Regions from separate parts of the Zea mays genome. Here region 2 is linked to region 1. A link is a contact called in public Hi-C data. All regions are on one chromosome and are shown on one strand. Each heading gives the region's core, a stretch centred on a gene start, on an enhancer-like site or on the middle of the called end of the contact. The rest is flanking DNA. Distances are from core to core; before and after follow the strand shown. Region 1 holds the start of LOC100216929 (BES transcription factor). Region 2 has its middle 80 kb from the start of LOC103638598.

Region 1 (2,635 bases), core at 49-2,548:
CAACGACGAATCTATACCTATGTGCCAAAAAAATTGCGCAATTTTTTGCCAAAAATTCCTCTAGAAAGCTATTTGGTTGTATACCTATGGTGTCAAAAATTGCCACAGAATTTTATGCCACACTTGTCTAAGGTGTTTAAGGTTAGGCGTTTAAATTCTGGGCCACAATTTTTCACGCGCTAAGATAATCTTGCCACACTTTTTACCCGTCATTAACGACTAACGAGTAGGACCTACGTAGCAGGAGAAAAATCTTGCCATAAAAATAGAAACTAAAATAAAATAAAATATAGTAACTAAAAATAGTCCATAAAAATTAAACACCCACTAAATCGACTAGTGTAACGTGATGCACACAAAAATCATCGTTTCCTTAGACAAATATCTAAAAAACCATGGAGATAGAAGAAAACGTCATCCGAGGAGTACATTCACCGTCACGCTGACGCAGATGCTTCCATCAAAAAGTCAAAGGCTAGCGCTAGCTATCGAGTGAGGCCACCGTGTCTTTTTTTTTTGGTAACGCAAATCCGGGAAGAAAGTTTTATTTATATACTCGTAGCAGTACGCGATGCACACGCTAGACAATGTACCACACACATGCATCATCGAGCTGGCCGCTGCCGCCGCGGCCCCCGGATTCACGCACGAAACGCCCGGAAACACACCCGGCAAAGCCGGGCGAACGTACGCGCGAGCAAAAGACGGACACGGGACTACGGGAGCAAACGATGCGGTGCAAACAAGGCGACCGAGCGGCCACCGGCAGGCGCAGCGCCGCTGGAGTCAGGGCTTGGGAGTTGGGAGTGTATCCCCCAGGCCACAGCGGCGTCGTTACGTGGCGAGCGTGAGCAGCAACGTGCCGTAGGCCTCCCGCCCGCCGCGGATCCCGAGGCCGTTTCCCACACTCACCCGCCGCGCGGGGTCCCTCCTCTGGCACGCGCCAAAGCCACGCCACCGTCCCGGCCCCCGGGTGAGCTCGGCCGCGGTCCGCCGGTCCGGCTCGCGCGAACCACCCGCTTGGGCGTGATGATTGCGCTCTGACGAGACGGCGGCTGTCGAGGCCCCCCACCACCACTCATCCCGTTTGACCACGAAACCGCCGTGGCGCATGGGCCCCGCGCGTCAGGGAGCGACGTCGTACTTTGCAAAAGCTGGTCCCTCACGTTTTTTAACCGTTCCCCTGCCCGGGCTGAGGGGAATACCGCTTCTGCCCCTGGTAGTTTGGCGCTTCCACCGGGGGCCGCTGGTAAAAGAGTGAGCCGGGTAACTCCTGGAGCTTGGCATCAGGCATCAGCACAGCTCCGCCAGCCTCGGCCACGGCCAGCCTCGCTCCTCACTCACTCCCCCAGCCAGCGTTACAATAGGAAGGAGGGAGGAGCAACCTAGCGGCAGCCACAGCAGCAGCGTAGCTGTAGCCACAGCAGAGCAGCGGCGGCTGCGTTCAGACGACCACTACTTGTTCCTCCTCCTCCTCCTGCTCCTTCCCCCAAATTCCACCCCCCTCAAATAATAAACAAATCAAAGCAAGCGAGGAGGTGAGCAGCGTCCGCAAGGGAACAGGGACCGCGGGGGTTGCAGGCTTGCAGCCGTGGGGGAGGGGAGCAGATCCGCGAGATCCGGCGCGCCGCCGATGACGAGCGGCGCCGGGGGAGCCGCGGCCGGGATCGGGGGCACCAGGGTGCCCACGTGGAGGGAGCGCGAGAACAACCGCCGCAGGGAGCGCCGGCGCCGCGCGATCGCCGCCAAGATCTTCGCCGGCCTCAGGGCCTACGGCAACTACAACCTGCCCAAGCACTGCGACAACAACGAGGTGCTCAAGGCGCTCTGCAACGAGGCCGGCTGGACCGTCGAGCCCGACGGCACCACCTACCGCAAGGTACCCGCCGCCGATCCATCCCCCCCCCCCCCCTCCCCCCCCTGCCTCAGGCCTCTCGACGGCTTAGCTTAGCTTCGATCCCGTTCCTGCTCCGCGCTTTCAAAAAGAAGCTTGCTTTCGCTTTGATTGCTCCGTAGACTTTTGCAGCGCCAGTAGTCGTGCTTGGTGGTTTCGGTTAGAATTACACAAATCTAGCAGGAGACTCATCTTCGCTTTTGTTGGGACTTGGAGCGTCTCTGTAGAACTACTGAGGCTGGGGACAGCGCACTCCTTCGTTTTAGCCACTCGGGACGCAATGTAGCGGTTTCGTTGGTTCGGTGGGCCGCCGATCTTTGGATGCTCCTATATGCCGTTGGATTTGGAGCTGTCCTTCCTTGCTTTGAGCTCCGTTTTCGTCTTGGGTCACCCATTGCTATGCTTGGCGGGTGGCTCTGTTTTAGGCTCGTCTGTTGTCGGGCCAGGGAAACGGAAGCTTGATTTACCGCAAACGGGGAAATGCTGCTTTCCTTTTCGGCATTCGCTGAAGGCACTTCTTTTGGGGATGCCATGCTTTCTTCTTCCCAATGGTGCTTTTGTAGTTCCTTCCTAGCCATGACCAAAAGAAAATTTTCAACAGCTCATCTGAAGATTTTTTTTTGTCCGCTACCACATTTCTCTTGGTCCTCCTCAGCTGAGGGAAGGTGGTTCAGTCTAGGTAGTGATTCAATTCCGTAAAAATTGCACGCTGCCACTGCTGAAAAAGCAGTGCTTATCAGA
Region 2 (2,635 bases), core at 95-2,594, 170 kb before region 1:
CCAAAGCTTACAACAAGAAGGTCAAGGCTAAATCGTTCTAGGTAGGGGATCTGGTGTGGAAGACTGTCCTGCCTCTAGGAGCAAAGACTGGAAGTTTGGGAAGTGGTCGCCAAGCTAGGAAGGCCCTTATAGAGTCACGCAGGTGATGTCCGGTAACGCCTACTTGTTGCAAACATTACAAGGCAAAGACATGCCCAAGGCTTTAAACGGGCGTTTCCTCAAACAGTATCATCCTAGTATGTGGCAAGATACCTAAGGAAACCGATGTGATCACATCGTGTTAGTTGCTTTTGGTTCGCTCAGCTTCACCAAAAGGTAGGGGGCATATGTTGAGCCCCAAAAGAGAAGACCGGATGGTCCGGCCCTAGGGCCGGACGGTCCACGGTCCAGACGATCCGCACTGGTGGTCCGGACGGTCCCCGCGTGCGCAGAGCCAATTAGGGTTCCGAGTTTCTTGCTATTGTTGTTGGCTAGATTCGTGGAATTAACTCGGGAGATTTGTTTGTTACGGATCCAGCCCCCCTCCTATATAAATACAGAGGAATACGTCCGATTAAACATCATCAATCGAATCAACTATCAATTTATCTCGCATTTATTTCTTGTACATTTAGGAGTAGTTTTAGTTTAGTTCTAGTTTAGCCTTCCAATCCCAAATTCTCTGCTTCTCTTCGACTCTACGTCGATTAGAGGAGTCTAGGTCGGTCTGTCGAGCCTAGACAACACCTAGGATCTCTCCTCCCCGAAGGGGTCCCTCCCGGGCGCGAGATCTAGGCGCCGCCGGCGAGCTTCACCGCCCCTGCGCACGCGCGGACCGTCCGGCCTGTAGGTACGGACCGTCCGACCCATCAGGCAGGAAACCCTAGGCCTGCCCCAGTTCGCGGACCGTCCGACCCTTAGCCGCGAACCGTCCGCGCCTGTGCAGAGAGCACCGCCACCGGATCTCACGCAGTGATTGGCACCCGAAAAGGCACCAACATATAGCACCAAGGGGAAAGGAAGAGTTCGGGACAAATCCGATTGCGACCGGCTCAATCCTAAACGAACTCCACTTTGGTCACATGGTGTTGTTCGTCACAACCCAAGGAAGAAGGTTCTGGTCACGTGGCCCCACATGGTGGTCAGCCAAGTGTGTAAAAGCGGTGGTGAACGGGGTCGGTCGGTGGGCTCCGCGTATCAGTGAGTATGGAGTGGATTCGTTGAGATAACGGGAACGAAGCTTCTGGTAGCGTGGTCCCACATGTAAGCGACCAAATACATGCGCATTGACGCATAGGACTTGGCTGAGCCCCACTACCCAGTGAGACAGAGCACGGCGCACGCGCGCCACACCAACTGACCGAGTAGGCTCACCCGGTTCATCGAACGCCTGACCAGTTCGGGTCCACGTGGAAGTGAAACACAGGCGCAGATGTGGCCGATGAGGGGCTAGAGGGTGGGCCCCACTGGGGTGCAAGGATCGTGGACTGGGGCATTGCGGGGGAGCTGGGTAAGTTGGGCTACACGGTTGGTTCCGGCCCTGGCTGAGGTAAGTTCTTATCTTTTCCTTTTCATTTTATTTTCTAATTTCATTTCAATTTTAGTCTTAAATTTCAAATTCAAATTTGATCTAAATCTCAAGTTTTAAATTATATCCAACACCCAAATATCTAGCATGAAATGCATAATTCAATTTTATTTATTTATTATCTTATTTTATCCATTAATCACATGATTTTCAATATAAAACTCATATACGCAAGATACTATTCTAGAAAACAATTTTTATATATCATATTAACATTTTAGTGAATGTTTATAAATATTAAATCATCTTAGATAAATTAATTTGTGTAAGGATCTTTTATTTGGTCTCTACTAAGAGAAGGTGCCTAAACACAAAATCTATTTAAGAACAGTTCACCAGTTCACAAATAGTTGAGGAAGTTTTCTCTATTTTTTCAAAGGTTTAATTCTAACTCTTGAGCTACCAACATTTTAATATTACTATCTTTGTTCTTTAGTAAATATATGTTGTAAAGAAAGGAAATTATTATTATGGTACACTTTAACTCAAATCTTCTTGGAGAACCTTTATAAATCGCAAAATAAGATTTTGGGTGTTACAGAAATGGAATGCTTATGTGCTTGTTCAGTTTTGGTGGGTTTGAAGGGTATTGAAGGGGATTAAATCCCTTTCTAGTCAAAATTGAATAGGTGGGGATTTAATCCCCCTCAATCCCCTTCGATCCCTACGCAACCGAACAAGACCAATGGAGGTTCAGGCTATTGGAAGCATCAACCACATACACTACAATATCCATATGAATCTAGTTGGATTTGGTGTTCAAAAATCACATAGGCTTCTTGTCGATGAGTACATGCCGAATGGATCTTTGGATAAGTGGATTTTAGCAAAGCACCAAGTGGGCTTGCTTGATTGGAAGACTATATTGAAGATCATCGTTGGGTAGCAAGAGGAATAGATTATCTTCACAGTGATTGTCGATAAACAATAGTTCATCTAGACATCAAGCCACAAAACATCATATGGGATCAGTTGTTTGCTGCTAAGGTATGTGACAGCTTGCCAAGCTAATTGATCGTGAGCAGAGAGCACTATAATGACTAGACTGATCGCTACACCGGGTTATTT

Evidence for each region. Hi-C and Micro-C count contacts between places; a contact is called where the count stands out from the background.
Region 2: a contact with region 1 is called in a Hi-C map of leaf, with 2.7 times the contacts expected there. The contact joins the enhancer-like site here to the promoter of LOC100216929 in region 1. A contact is called at or near these places in 6 of 25 Hi-C or Micro-C datasets (bundle sheath, ear, endosperm and 2 more).

What each region holds. Positions count from the first base shown.
Region 1 is chr9:81,659,075-81,661,709 of Zm-B73-REFERENCE-NAM-5.0, reverse strand. LOC100216929 (BES transcription factor) reads left to right here and starts at 1,298. Exons shown (of 2, transcript NM_001143314.1): 1 at 1,298-1,879. The coding sequence starts at 1,634.
Region 2 is chr9:81,827,055-81,829,689 of Zm-B73-REFERENCE-NAM-5.0, reverse strand. It overlaps the pseudogene LOC103640039. Among protein-coding and RNA genes, the nearest start is that of LOC103638598, 80 kb to the left of the region's middle. Within about 2 kb of position 1,344, at least 17 of the 20 cell types and tissues checked have an H3K27ac peak or open chromatin away from gene starts, as enhancers often do. A contact at or near this core is called in bundle sheath, ear, endosperm and 2 more, where this site is marked.